Linked DNA regions of Callithrix jacchus: region 1 is linked to region 2. Evidence: chromatin contacts called from public Hi-C data. All regions are on one chromosome and are shown on one strand. Each heading gives the region's core, a stretch centred on a gene start, on an enhancer-like site or on the middle of the called end of the contact. The rest is flanking DNA. Distances are from core to core; before and after follow the strand shown. Region 1 overlaps LOC108592841 (a long non-coding RNA gene). Region 2 has its middle 300 kb from the start of NFE2L3.

Region 1 (7,064 bases), core at 3,947-6,446, 260 kb after region 2:
CCCTGGCCAGATGAAGTGGGAGTGGGGGCTGCAATTAGCAAGTTGGGGACCAACAATGGTCATCAGTGTGTAATCGATAGGAGGAATCTTGTTAGACCTGCACGTTTGCAAAGCAGAAATACTGTGCTTAATGAAAGAGAAGGACAAATAAAAATTCTGAGGGACTGTGAGACAAGGTAGGAGGAGAGAGAAACAGAGACGCAGAGAACAGGCCAGAAAGAGGATGCACTCACAAAAGATGGGAGGCAATGGAAGTGCTGCCCTTGAAATCCTTGCCATGGCATCTTGATCAAGCTGTTGATTCTGTTTGAACCTAAATTGCAAAGGACTGTGAATTATACATGGAAAATTGTCTGGGTGCGTCCCTTAGCAGATGGGAAAACTGTGGTGGCAAATGAAATTAGCAGGCTGCCTCGTGGAACGAGCTCCTGTGCCTGTTCAGAGTCTGCATGGGGTACAAATGCTGGGATCATCAGGAACAAAAGAGCCATTAACAAAAACACCATTTTTCTTTTCTCAAGATTTAAGAGACCGATTCCCTTTTTCCAGGAAATTGCCAGCTGGTTTTAATTCTTGGAGACTTGACAAGGAGTAGGCATGAGAGGAGGTGGGGAGACTTCTCTACTTCCTCACTGCCCACCCTGGCCACCCTGAATCTCATGATCATTTCCAGGGAGTTCAGCACTGAGCACAGAGGCAACAGCAGAAAGGAACAGAAAATCAGCTGTTGCAGAAGTGAAGCCTGCTCCTCTCCTTCAGGGGGCAATGCTGGCCAAAATTCTTGGTTTCTGCTGAAATCACAGTGTGAAACTATGCTTCCCTAGAGAGTTCCAATTGAGGAGCAGACGAGGAGCTCAGGGAGCTCCCCAGCAGCCAGCACAGCAAAAATCTAAGGAGAAAGATACTCACCAAACAGCGTGGGGAGGCAGATGGGGAACTCTTAACAATTGCCCTACTCTGATCAGTAGCCTTCTGCTCTGCCAACAAGTGTTTCCACAAAGGCTAGACTTTTTTGGACACAGTTTCACTAGATGTATATCCTAAAGGGAGTTAAAATCCAGCGGACAGAAACTCGGTATCATCATAAGCATTAATATAAACTAGCGTTGTGATCATCAATACGCAAACATAATGAGAGCTAATACTTTAATACTTTTTTAATGCTTACTACGAGCCCAACACTATGTTAAGTACTTTATATGTGTTTTCTTATTTAATTCTCAAGACTTTGAGGTGGATACCTTTATTCGAGCCATATGAAAAGTGATGAAACTGTGGTACAAAGAAGAGAAAGGTCTTTCAAATATCACTGCGGTAGATTGATTGCAAAGTGGTTATAATTCTTCGTTATTCCTGGAATCCACACTCTACAATGTGACTTCACAGCTTTTGACTGTTCTTATGGTTTCCGTTTGGACAAGAGAACCAGGCTTTGCTGACAGTGTCCTAGGTCTGAGCCTAGGTCTCAAGAGACCTCCTACTCTTCTGCTTTTTCTCTTGGAAACTGCTGGGCTGCCAGATGTACAAGCCTGGACTAGCCTGTTGGAGGATGAGAGACCACATGGAGCCAATAAGCCATTCTAGCAGAGACTGTCCTAGACCAAGCAGCCTCCTGAAGACATAGGAGAGAATCCAGGTGAACTCAGTTGAGCCTGGCCCAGATTGGAAGAATCATCAAACTGATTGCTGAACAGTGAGCAATAATAGATAGTTGTTTTAAGCTACCAAAGTTTGGGTGCTTGTTATATAGTAATAAATAACTGCAACAATGGCCCAGGTAATACTATCACTCTAAATTAGGTTTCCTTACCCCAAAGCCCTTTGCTTCTAACCTCTAGTCGCTAGTGAGACACTCTCATGCACTCCACCTTGTTCACCAACACCATCTGCTTTAATTCGGCCTTTTTCTTTCCAGTAGGTTCTAGTAGCATCAATTACTGGTTGCCCATGACATTCATTTGCTAGCAGATCCCCGTGAAACTTGGAGAGAGATTCCTATTCCAACTCTAAGGGAGAATCTTGATTTTAAAAGCCAGCAATTATTGCTGCAATCCCTTCATGGGCCATTAATCAGGGGTGAACATGTGACCCCTTTCTGACTATGAGATAGACCAGCACACCAACTGGGAACATCTGGGAAAGGTTTCCTCTTTCTAAGGACAGAAATACCAGAAAAATACAGCTTTTTAGATTTTGTATACCGCCCACCATCTTGCAACAATAAGGGGCCCTGACTGAGTCTGAAGTTAAGCTGAGAGGGGCAAAGCACAGACATGGGAGAAACATGGAACCCTGTTGAGGTCACCTGGACACAAGTTGAATCAAGCCTGGGATCCACACTACTCTTGTTTTGAATTTTCCCTTCTGGTAAGTCATTTGAATCTTTCTGTTTTTTAACTTGCAGACAAAAGCATCCTAAGGGTTAGAGTTTCCATCATCAATTAAAAGGAACCCAGCCTCTTGCTTGTCCTTTATTTTCTACAAAAACCAAAACCAAAGTGCACACAGAAGCTTATTCCCTGGAGGCACGCCCCCACTTCTGGGAGCCCCATGCTTGAGACGCATCTTGTCGCCTTTTGATTGACTTCAGCAGTAAGCAGCTGCCTTGAGCCTCAGAGCAGGATGGCTGCAGGATGGGAGAAAAGGGAGAGGAGCTTTGAGAAGTGCTGGGACCATAATTGAAGCGTGGTCAGAGATCCAAGGAAGCAAAAATGTTCCACCAGTATGTGTTCTCAGAGGCAGTTTCCCTTTTGGTTGGTCCCAACTTTTTCTCCCCATTCCTGGACTCCCAGGAAGCCTGTGGTATGTGTCTTTATTCAGGGGTGACATTTTAGTATTTAACTACTGTTCTGGCACAGATGTGGACCCATCAAAACAGATGGCTATTGTGGTTCTGGGGAGGGATTTAAAAGATTCAGTTTTTGGGTCATGGGCAAGTGGGTGCATAGCAGGAGGAGAGTGATACTGGAGAAAGGGTCAGGGCAGGAAGGGTAGAAGATGGATCCAGGGGGCAGGTGGATGGATGGATCATGGGCAGGCAGGAGGGCATTTACCAACCAGTCTGGACTTATTTTCCAAAATGTAACACAAATCTTAGCAACTTATTCAGCCACGTTGAAGCATACTAGGCAGGGATCTATTAGAATATATGCCATATTCTCTATCTGCTTGTCTGTTCTGCCAGCCTGTGTACCCAGGTCGGGGGCACTGTGATGCTGACATATTAATGCATCCCTGGCACCTAGCCCTATGTGCAGCACACAAGCCACCCTGGCACAGCTGCATGAATTGAACAGAATTGACAGTATAAACATTGAGACCCATTCACGTTGTCTAGTCCAGATTCCAAAATAGAGGAATCTGACTGGTCACTCCATTTCCCTTTGAAACAATTATTTTTTTGGAGCAGGATTATGGAGAGTTAAGGTGACCTCTGAGGTCCCAATGCTTTCACCCTGAGATATCACAAGATTAAACTGTCTCATTGGGAAAAGCAGATGGTGGAGGGAAGTCGGGGAGAGCAGCCCCCCGCCAGCCTCCATTACCCTCAGTGATCCAACGCTTCTCATTTGACTGAGAAAAGAGCACAAAACCCTGCCCCTCACAGCTCGCCCTGGGGAACTCCTAAAAACAAGCCAGGTGTCCCAGGATGTAGACACTGTGGAGATCTTGAAAGTACCTTTGTGTCCTATTCATCTTCCTTTCTCCGAACATCAAGTAGTGTCTGACCTGGGGCAGGGGCTCTGGGACCAGCTGTTGAGAGCTCAAGTGAGTGAATGAATGAACAAACACATGAATGAATGGGGTACCCTCCCTTACAAATGGTTTTGGTATAGAGAACATGAAATAAACTTTGGAGTCATATTAATTTGGGTTCAAATCCAGGTTTTCTCATTTAATGGCTATTGACTTTGGGCAAACTCTTCAACTTCTGTAAATGTGTTTCTCATATGCATGGTTGTCCTTGTAGCCAGCTCAAGAGGACCCTACAATGGAAGGCGGAGACATAATAAAATTAATGTCAAGGGCTCGCAATGCCTGTACAGTGCTTTGTATAACACCTCTGAATGCTCAATAAATTGTAACTACTTCTCTCTTCTATCTTCATTTTCTTTATTTCATCTTTTGGGTTTTAACATTATTATTAGTAGTAGTATTAAACTCACTACTCAGAGATATTCTTTGCATGTGTTAGAAAAGCCTAGATTGAGTTTCTTCACTTAAATGATGTCCTGATGAGTCATTTTATAAATGGTGTTTTTGAACAGAGTCTTTGTTGTTCATTTATGGCCACTGAACATGCATAAGCTAAGGAAAAAGACACTTGAAATAAGCCTTGTAAAGAGTATCATGTTTAAATGCAATGGGCACCTCCCTTCACTTATCTTCTCCCTCATAATTTTTATTGAGCCCTTACAGTGTGCCAGGCCCAGTGCAAAGCTCTTTATGATCCTATGTTTTTCCTAATCTCTATGACAGCCAGGAAGATCGATACTGAGGCGATCTTGTTTTACTAATGAGAAAACTGAGGTTTAGAGATGTTAAAAGATTAGGCTAAGAGAACACAAACAGCGGAGCCAGTATCATGAATGTCATGTTTGTTTCCCCAGTAGCCATTTCTTCTTCCCCAGGTGCACTTCCTTCTGGTTTGGTGTGATTAGCTCCATCCTCAACTCCATCGAGTGACTGTGATTGATTTAAAACAATTGTGGTAATCCTATTTCTTTTGGTTTCGTTGGATGGCTCAGATAAACCAGACCTTAGCTAATCAGTGCAGGACATTCCCGTGGTCAATCCAATTGGCAGTGTGACAACTGGTGGAGAGCAGTTGTCCGTCTCTTTATCCGGCTGGCCCTTAATGAGTAAGCAGTTAGCCTTACTTGTTGCTGGAGCCGGCCTGTAGCCCTGAGGGGAATTGGGAAATCAGTCTGAGGATGGAGTTGAAACAGCTGAGTGGAGAGTAAAGCAGCCACTGGCTATTGGACCAACCAACCTGGAAGTGTGCTCCTCCTCTGCTCCAATATCAGCCACTAAGTTTTGGTGTTAAACCTGTTTCACTTGTTTTTCTGTTACTTGCAATCAAAAGCATTCTAAATGACACAGCAAGATTCAAACCCAAGTTTGACCCCAGTGGGAAGCCTCATGTCCCACTGCTTTCCAGTTTCCTTGCTGATGGTCTTAAAACTCACATGTTTATCAGCAGGCAGTAGCACTGCTGTGTGTCAGCCAGTCTGCAGCACTTTGGGGGCAGTTTGTTCTTTGGCTGCAAGAATGAAGTTCCAGAAGCAACTAGTGGACATTTAAGGGCACTCTTCAAACTGGTGACTGGAGATCATTAGAGCAAGCTGAAGTCTATTTCTAGATGTGAAGTAATGAAAACCTCTTCTTGGGATGACTCCAACCAAGGAAGGCTGTGGAGCAGAGCAGACTTCAGTGAGGACCAGAGAAGTAAGCAGACAGCTATGAGCTGCTTTTCAGGTCTTGGTGTATTGAACATGTAAAAATGCTGAACTCCTCTGACTGCAGTCTAATTTGTACAAGTGCTTAGAAGGAACACTGAATTTATCAGAGCTTGAAGTGCAAAATATTAAAAAATAAATCGCTGCTAGTAAAACTGTAGAGCTATCAGGAGATCCATTAGGAAAGACAGTTAGCAAAGTCCATTTGGAGCACATTCATCGAGCTTTAAAATCAGAGAAGGCCTCATTCACATGGCTATCCTTCTAGTCAGCTCAAGAGAACCCTACAATTGATGGTGGAGAACAGCTGAATCCTCATAATTAGGAATCGGATCATTGGGAATTTTAATAAAACTGTTTAAAGATATAAAAGAAAATGCCAGCCTAAGTAGCTGAGATCAAGAGATTATTTCTAACCCTCCCTTTTCCTGAGCCTGCCTTACCAGGTGTGATATGGCCAGGGCTGCTTTTGGTCTCCATCTGCAGGCACAGTCATGCTCAAGACCAGGCTGTAAGTCAGTTTCCCAGACCTCAGGTTTAGGTAACTTGTGGCAATTGAGAATCTTCTGTATTGGATTTCAAGCCACCTTGACTGCCTGTAATTGAGGGATACATGTTGACCTCACTGGGAAGCATCCAACCTTCGTGGTTACTCAGTTCAGTCCTCAAGCAGGAATGGGCATCCTAATTCTGACTGGTCAATTTCTCCGTTCAGACCTGCCCCCAGAATGAGTGTAGTGTCACACTTGGAGCCAGTCTTTTCAGCCCTGTCCATTTCCCCTGGGCCTCCTGAGGAAGTGGGTGCCAGGCCAAGGTCTGGCCCATTCCTCTTCCTACTTCTCCCATACAATATGAGAAAAAAATGAACCTGACTCATTTGTGTGTTAGCCATTTATTTGTTTTTTAAATAATGAGGCAATATAGTATGATGGTTTAGGAAGTGGTGGTTCTCAAGCTATGCATGGTAAATGACCAGTGTTTTATGTTTTCAATCTGCCATAGAATGAAATGTGGGCTCCCGCAGCACCTTGCCCCACATATGCCTCATGATGCAAATGTGACAACTCTGAACTCATCTATCCCCTATTTAATGATGTGTGTGCACTGATCATGCACTAAGAAGCCATAAAAGTGTGAAATTATAAAACATTCAAATTTATACTTTCAATTTCCGTGCTTACCTTGTTGCAGATCAGTAACAATTAGTTCACATCTGCACGTGGCCCTTGGAGTGACATTTGTTTAGATCAATGGTTCTCAAAGTGTGGTCCCTAGACCAGCAGCATCACTTGGAAACTTGTTAGAAATGCAGACTCTCAGGTCCCAGCCAAGACCTAAGAAATCAGGAACTCAGGAGATGAGCCCCAGCCATGGGGACTTTCACCAGTCCTCCAGGTGATAGCGAGGGTGAGCGCCATGTTGGAGAACCACTGCGCCTGCAGCTGAGCAGGACAAAGGCCTGATGATAACAGAGATATTAGGAGATTTATTAAGTGCTAGAGCCTTAAGTGCCAGTCAAAGGAAATAATCATGTCTGTCTTACTGACCTACTGAATTCAGTTTTTTAAACTTTGAGTTGTATTTTCCTTGAAGCTAATGAGTACT
Region 2 (7,419 bases), core at 2,218-4,717:
TCACGGAGCTGGGCAAAAGGCTGGAGGGTGCTTTTCTATTATAAGCTGTTAACTCGTTGGTTTCTACTCACACATATTTTAGGGAAATAATAAACATCTTATAGCTCTGCACATATTTTAAATTACAGTGGTTCTAGAAGAATTTTGTAGCTGACAAATCAGAGCTTCGGTTTTACGAATTCCGAATTTTAAAACTGGCAATGACTTCTCCGGCCCCGAGATTTTCTTCTTTGCTTTTTTATTTTGGGGTGTGTGGGTATGTGTAAGATGAGAAAGGTACAAACACAAGAATTACAGACACTACTATCCTGTCTGGGAGTGCACAATAAATAAATAAAAAAGGCAAAGTGACAGATATGCACGATTATTAAAAGCCAAATAATGTTCTTATAAATCACCCCTTGGTGTATTTTTAAAAAAATCTTATGATGTAGCTCTTTCAGCATGACCAAGTATTGAAAGCGGTGTTTTTACGCTACCACGGTAATTTTATTTAGAAGCCCCATGTTTACTTTTAGTTTTAAAATGATCATTTATGACATAAAATTATTAGCATTCATATTTTTGTGTTCTATTATTTCTTTGACTACTTATTGAAACAGCAAACATTACGAATATTAGTAAACAAATATTTGATAGTTGCTTATTTTTATTTAATTGAATATCCTTATTTTATTAGGTAAATATACATTTAAATTTATTTAAAAATAATGAGGAAAATAATACTTTTCTTTAGCTTTGCTAAAGCAAAGTGATTTTTCATTTTTCTCCGTCCGATTCCTTCTCTTCCAGCTGCCACAGCCGACTGACAAGCTCCTGGCGGCCTGCGGAGTAGTATGCAAATTTTGGATGATTGACACCTACAGTAGAAACCAATCACGCCAAAGTAGAATGCTGATTGGTTGACAACAATTTGACGTAAACATTGACGTTTTAAAAACCTGACACCCAATCCAAGCGATTCATGCAAATAAAGGAAGGGAGTCATATTACCAGGGGCCAGAGAGACTTGAGTACGACCCCACGTGTTCAGTGGTGGATATTGCACAGATGTCTGCAAGGTCTAAGTAAACGCTACGTAATGTTCAACGCTATTGCTTGCCTTGGCCTTTCCCAAACTTGTCACTGGAATATAAATTATCCTTTTTTAAAAAGTAAAAAAAGTAAGAATTATGTAGTGGACATATATGATGGTTCACCTAGAAATCTAAATAGACTTTCAAGGTACAGAATTTCCCTGTTTCCCGCCAACAGAGGGAATGGCTTTCTTTAAATTAATCCTCAGTGAAGGAGGCTGTTTTCCGTTGGATTTCAAAAGGACGAGATTTACAGAGCCTTTCCCTGGAGAAACCCGCTCTAGGCACAGATGGTCAGTAAATTTAGCTTATTCAGCGAAGTTCCACATGCCACCGCCAGATGGCATAAGAATCCCCTTCTCGCCATCTCCACCCCTACCTTGTACCCTGTAAGTAATTTAGAAATATTGAAAACCAAACACTTTTATATTTTATAACCAAATGAAGTGAGAACATACTGGCACTTTTAAGAAGCCACATATTACAAAAATAAGCTTTGTTGGTTGTTGCTTTAATGTGAAACTTCCTCTGGAGATTTTGCCTAGGAAAGTTTGCGAGTAAAATACTCATCCAGTGAAAGTGTTAGCAAAAATATTTCCTTAAGCGAGGTGCGCACCTTAAGCACTCTTTAAAAAGATAAGGGTAAGGGGCCGCTGCGTTTCTGAGCGTGCTGTTTGCCCGGCCGGCGAACTTCTTAGGAATTAAACCGAAATCGAGGGGGAAACTGTTTCCCAGCGAGCGTTCTTACTGGGAAGAGAGCCTGGCCAGAGCCACAGGGCCGAGGTTGCATCTCTGCTTTCCGATCGAGTTGCTGTTAGAGCAGCGTTGCTTTTTAGGAATTCATTTTGGGGTCCCTATGATAGATAGACAAGACTTTCTTTCCACTCACAAGCCACTGCAGTAGGGGGCAGCATCTTTGTTTTGCCAACCTCAGTGGGGGATTTGAGAGTCGAACCCTGGAAAGTGGAGACCTCCACTTCTCATCTGCCTTTCCTTTTATGTCTGCTTTTCCGTTTGCGTTTATCAGGAAGAGAAGAAGGGTTCGTGCTGTCCCCACATCAAGGCCAGAATAAGAACTATGGTATTTGCAGAGGGGAGAAGGGAGGAAAGAAGAAAATACTGGACTCAAGTGAGAAGTTTTACAGCTTTACAGGCACATTTTTACATTTTACAGGTCGACAGCACTCTAGCTGGGAAACTTCATGATTTCTTCGCCCATTTATACAAGCAGAATTGCACACTCACTTTTGATTAATTCTACCCTATAATTATGCATTTTAAAATTGCATTCAGCCTTTAAAAATAAGTCTACTTTAAAACATCTTTCAGAATACAGTCATTAAGCCCTCATTTTACAAGAAGGCGGATTTGTTGGGTCTGTTGCTTTGTGGTCTGTTGGTGGACGTTTGCTTAGTCAGAAACTAATGATTAGGGTGTAGACGTTTACTTATATCTTCCTCTGACATCCTAACTGGGGGAATTTTCTAGGCCAGCGCTAGATCCCTTCTGCAGGGCAAGAATCTGCACATTTCACCAGCCCTGGTTTCCCTTGACCAACTTCGCAGGCTGTAGGAAAACTCATCCTGCCCAGTCACATCTAAGCAAAAAAAGCGGTAACACTCTTTAGTTTAAAAGCAACACTTCGGATTCTTCGGTTCAAGTTGAAACCATGCGTTTCTTATTTTATTTCACTATCTGCACATTTTTTTCCTCTCGAAAAAGATCAGAGGGCATCAATAGCAAACGTAGAGCAAGAATTGCAAGAAGTAAAGCAAGAATTTTAGGGGGAGCTTATTTCCCGTAGGTGGTTAAGAAGGGAGAGCAGAAAGAATGAGCTTTTTAAAAGAAAACCTAAAGTTTCAAAGGGCAATCTTGCTCTTGTTTGTCTTCTGCCCTGAAGAAAACGGGACAGAAAGTGTTTAAACAGATGGAAATGGGGCCTGTGGGCTGTCCTGGCGTGGCCTAGGGCTCGGGAGCTAGCAGCTCCCCTCCCGAGTCTCCGCTGCTAAGTTTCTTTTGCATCCCCCCCCGCCCCCCCGAGTAAAGGCGGGCCCAAGGAGGGAATGTGGCGCACCCCCGCGCACAGGGAGGATGCGCTGGGGCGCGGGGCGCGCCGGATGCAAAGGCCGGGGCACTGGGCGGCGGGCGCGGGGGGCAACGGTCCCGGGGCGAGGGATGCCGCGGTCCCCACCTCTCCCAAAACCCCACTCCTGGGCGAAAACGTGGGCAGAAGGCGGGAAACGCTGCTGCCGGCGCTCGGAGCGAACTTCCAGCAGACGCGGGAAGTTGAGGCTCGGCGCCCTCGCCCCCACCTCCGCGCCCGGTCTCCGCTCCCCTTTCAGGGCCTCTTCCCGGCTGAGTCCTGGGAGTGGGTTTCCCCCGCCGCAGAGATTTTTGCAAGAGTGCGTCCGGCCGGCTGTAAATCAGCCTTTCTCCACTCCCGGGGGGCCGCCCTCCCGAGCCGGGGCGGGGGCGCGGGGGAAGCGGCTGCCGGGCCGGTGGCCACCCTAGGCCGGCGGCCGCAGCTGGATCGGCCGCCTCCGGCGAGGCAGCGGGGGTTAAACGCGGTGAATCCATCAATCAAGCGCACCGCCGCCCTCCCGAAACACGGAGCACCGCCCGCGGGGCCTGCTTTTTGTCTTGGCCACCCGCCTGCCCGGGGCCTGGGAAGCAGGGTCGGGCCGCTCCAGGGTCTGGGGGCCGCGGCGCGTTCTCATGAGGGGCCGGGGTGGCCTGAAGGCTGCTCCACCCAGTCCTACCCAGTTACGGGTTCGTTGGGGCCAGGAACACAAATCTCCTATTGCGTCTTCCAACAGAATAAGGCTGACCCATCACTCTTTCCCGGCCGCTTGGACCCCCAAACCCTGTCATCTCCCAAAAGCAGCGTGACCAGGGGTGGGGAGATTAGCCATAAGCAACCAGATGATGCGACTGGGCCAGTCCTATCATTTCTCTGTTCCTTAGTCTCTAGTTTGTAGAAAGAGGGGGCTGTTGCAGGATGTCTGCATTTTTTGGACAGCTGTAATGTTCTTTTGTTTTAAGTGGAGAAGCCTGAACTCTTTTTTGCCGGATAAATGTGCCAAGTTCCCTTTTCTTCCACGTTTATTTTCGTTCGTCCTGTCCTCTCCCTGCCCACCCCGAGTGCGCCCCACTGCATCCCAGCGAGCAGCTCCAGCCCCCGGGGCAGGACACCCGAGCCTCTGAGCTGAGCCCTGGCCGCGTTTCTCTCGGAGAAGCCACCAGGGGGCGATAGAGCCCAAGGATAGAGGAACAAAGCTCCACAAGGCTTTCCAAAAGTTTGTCAAACTCGGTGTGAATTCCTTTTTCCAGTTTGTGTGATTTGTAAATGGCGCAGAGTGAGTTCAAGATCCCTCATTTGATCATTGGCGCCAAGGTAGATGGATGCAGCCCGGGGTTCATAAAGAATGAGGAACAAAAACACTAATGAAGACTGGGCTGGCACATCCCCAAACCTAGTGGCAGAGCAAAATGCGGGGAACGTGCACGAGGCTCACTTGAAGTGCACAACTTTGGTTCTGAGGCCAGGCACACAGCGGATTCTCAGGTCCTGGGAGAAAGCAAGGGCCAAAAGGCATGGAAACAGTGGGCTGCAGGCTGGTGTGTCTTTTCCCAAGTTTTGCAAATACCAGGTTCGTTTGCGATGGTGAAGTAGGAGGTAGCCCAGTTGGTGGGAGAAGGAAGAGGAAATCAGTTAAGAGAGAGATTCTCCTGATAGGAAAAGGAAGGTGGCAAAGGTTTAGGTTAGACAACCCCATTTCTTCGTGCAGCAGCCACCTTTGCCTATCCTGGGAAGTTTCTGTCTGCGTGTGGAGCCGAGCCGCATCCCGGCCGCTATCTCTGAGGGCAGTGTCGGATTGTTCTTTCATTTGTTTCCTGCGAATGGTTTACAATATGGATTAGCGGGGCCCCAGAGGAAACTGGGGTTTGTTCACTGCAAACAGCCAAAAGATCTTCAAGAGAGGACGTGTTAGGCTGAAATATCATCTTTTCCCACATGTGCAAGGCTCTTGGCTTGTGTTTGCTTTCAAAATCCATAAATGTTTTTATTAAACTATATCTTTCTTGTGGCCCCTGAGCACATAAAGTACTTGCAGCGTCTGTAAACGCTTCCATTTTGGTTCTCCTTTAGGAAAACTTTGTAACTCCGCAGTAAATATTTGCTCTGGGGTGAACCTTGGCAAGCGATAAACTCCAAAATCTGGTTTCACTGTACGTGTTTGTGTGCACATGTGTATGTTTTAACAGTATGTATATATTGGAAAATTTGCGGGAGAGCTTGGTATTTTTAGCTCTTTGCTGCGCCACAGGGAGGTATAATGACTGTAATTACTTGGATAACATTTTAAAATTAACCTAATTCTCTTTCAAATTCGATTCTTCCTTGTGTGCTGCCAGCCCTTCCCCCCAAACCATGTCAATTAAACATTCTTACAATGTCACCCTTTATAATATCCTTTAGTGTAGTGATTCTGGGGGTATATTTTAAAGTGATGAAGTGCTATTTTGCTTCCTAAATTGTCTTAATAATAAGAATGTAAAAATTAAACAAATTATGATCTTTATCGTTCTTTTATGTTTGTAGTTTCGTTTTCTCTAATGCTTTAATCTGTAAGCCAAAAAATTTCAGAGAGATAAATGGAGACAGCTCAGTAGTATGGCAGGCAGAGTCAGGATTTTGGATTATCACCCCTGAAGAAAAACTTGAAGTTATTCCTCTGTGATGAAAAGGACTTTATTTTTATGAAGAAATGGAATCTGCCGAGGTTGAATAAATTAGAGAACTCTATGGAAGATTATTAAAATATGAAAACTGCTAGCATTGGGCTGTGTGTTAGTCATCTTTAAGAGAATAATCAGGAATTATTAACTCACTTTGACCTCATGAGTCCTGACATAATAACTGTGGCGTTTGTGGTGTCCCTGGTATTTAAAAAATCACCCTCCTCCCCTGCTGTGTTACAAAAATATGTCCTCTTCTTCTCATGTTGATTATAAGGGTTTTATTTATTCTAATGACTGCTGCAGAGAGAGAATGCAGCTCTGAGCAGGGAGAAACAAGAAACCTTGTACATGTTTGTTGTGGGGTGGGCTGGCCACAAAAGTTGAGTAGCCTTTGACCAGGTAGCCAAAGGCACACTTCACCTTCCAGTGAAAACATCATCCCCGACAAACATCATGTGGGCCTGAGTCACTCTCTGGAGAATCTGCTTCTCAGAGTTTGGTTTGGCAGTTCAGGCAGATATAATCCTTCCTTTCATTTTCCCCTGCCCTTTTGAAGAGCAGTAATTTTCAGTCCCCACACACCAAGGGCACTTTGAGAGCTGGCCTACAGCTACATGGAGGAAAGTTCTTTGGCACGGCCTTTTGGGAGCTGTGAATATTTGAGGCAGTCTCAAATGGGGACTGTGTCCTTTGAATGAAGTGTTACACAGATGTGTGAGTGAATCCATGGGAACAGAGGCAGATGTGAGGGAGTTAGAGAATCCTGAGCTCTTTGGGCTGTGTCCCTCTGAAGAAAGGCAAGATGATTGTTAGGTGCAGCCTGTAACTGCTGTTCCTCAAACTGGCCTCAATTCGTCTGCGCTTGGAAATAACTGAAATCATCTGACCACTAAAAGTGTAATACAACTTGGAAGAGGGGCAGGAGAATACATCTTACTGGGGGCCACAGATCTGGGTTGGGTGAGCAATCTTTGCGTATTCCGATCTTGCGTCTTTCTGAAAGATGATAGATGGATAACCGAAGCACATTTCTGCAGAATTTTTTTCTGAAGCATTTCAATCCAAAAGAGCTCTAATGTGAGCTATGTAGTTCATTTTACATATTCTAGAGTCCATATTTAAAAACAAAAGTAATAGGTGAAATTATTTTAATAGTATCTTTCTTTTTAATGCAGTATCTCAAAAATATCACTTCAACATGTAATCAGTATGAAATTATTATTGAGATATTTTACATGTTTCCCCCCTTCCCGTGTAGTCGACAGTGGTGTGGATTTCATTCTCAGAGCTCATTGCAGTCTGGAACAGCCACCTTTTGATGCTTGCAGCCGCAGCGGCCAGTGGCTACTGCACTGGAGAGTACCAGTTCCAGACAGTCCAGGTGCATGTGCAAAGTAACTAACAGATTTTCTCCCACATTTCCATGAAGGTCTATGAAATTTTAAGTTTTAGAGGAAAGATTGAAGAAAATAGGTTCTAAAGCAGGTGTATATTTTGAACAGTGCCATTTTACCTCTGAGGCTTCAAGCCTATGATTAAGGAATATGTGACCTTTGAAATATGGCTTTTAGAGATTTTATTCTATTTAAAAATATATTTT

What was found. Hi-C and Micro-C count contacts between places; a contact is called where the count stands out from the background.
Region 1: a Hi-C map of skeletal muscle shows a contact between it and region 2, with 2.2 times the contacts expected there. The contact joins two enhancer-like sites. A contact is called at or near these places in 3 of 3 Hi-C or Micro-C datasets (induced pluripotent stem cells and skeletal muscle).

What each region holds. Positions count from the first base shown.
Region 1 is chr11:32,497,560-32,504,623 of calJac240_pri, forward strand. It overlaps LOC108592841 (a long non-coding RNA gene), which reads left to right. Exons shown (of 2, transcript XR_001913136.5): 2 at 1,226-4,090. Among named protein-coding and RNA genes, the nearest start is that of NPVF, 340 kb to the right of the region's middle. Within about 2 kb of position 5,197, at least 1 of the 16 cell types and tissues checked has an H3K27ac peak or open chromatin away from gene starts, as enhancers often do. A contact at or near this core is called in skeletal muscle, where this site is marked.
Region 2 is chr11:32,238,559-32,245,977 of calJac240_pri, forward strand. No RefSeq gene overlaps it. Among named protein-coding and RNA genes, the nearest start is that of NFE2L3, 300 kb to the left of the region's middle. Within about 2 kb of position 3,468, at least 4 of the 16 cell types and tissues checked have an H3K27ac peak or open chromatin away from gene starts, as enhancers often do. A contact at or near this core is called in skeletal muscle, where this site is marked.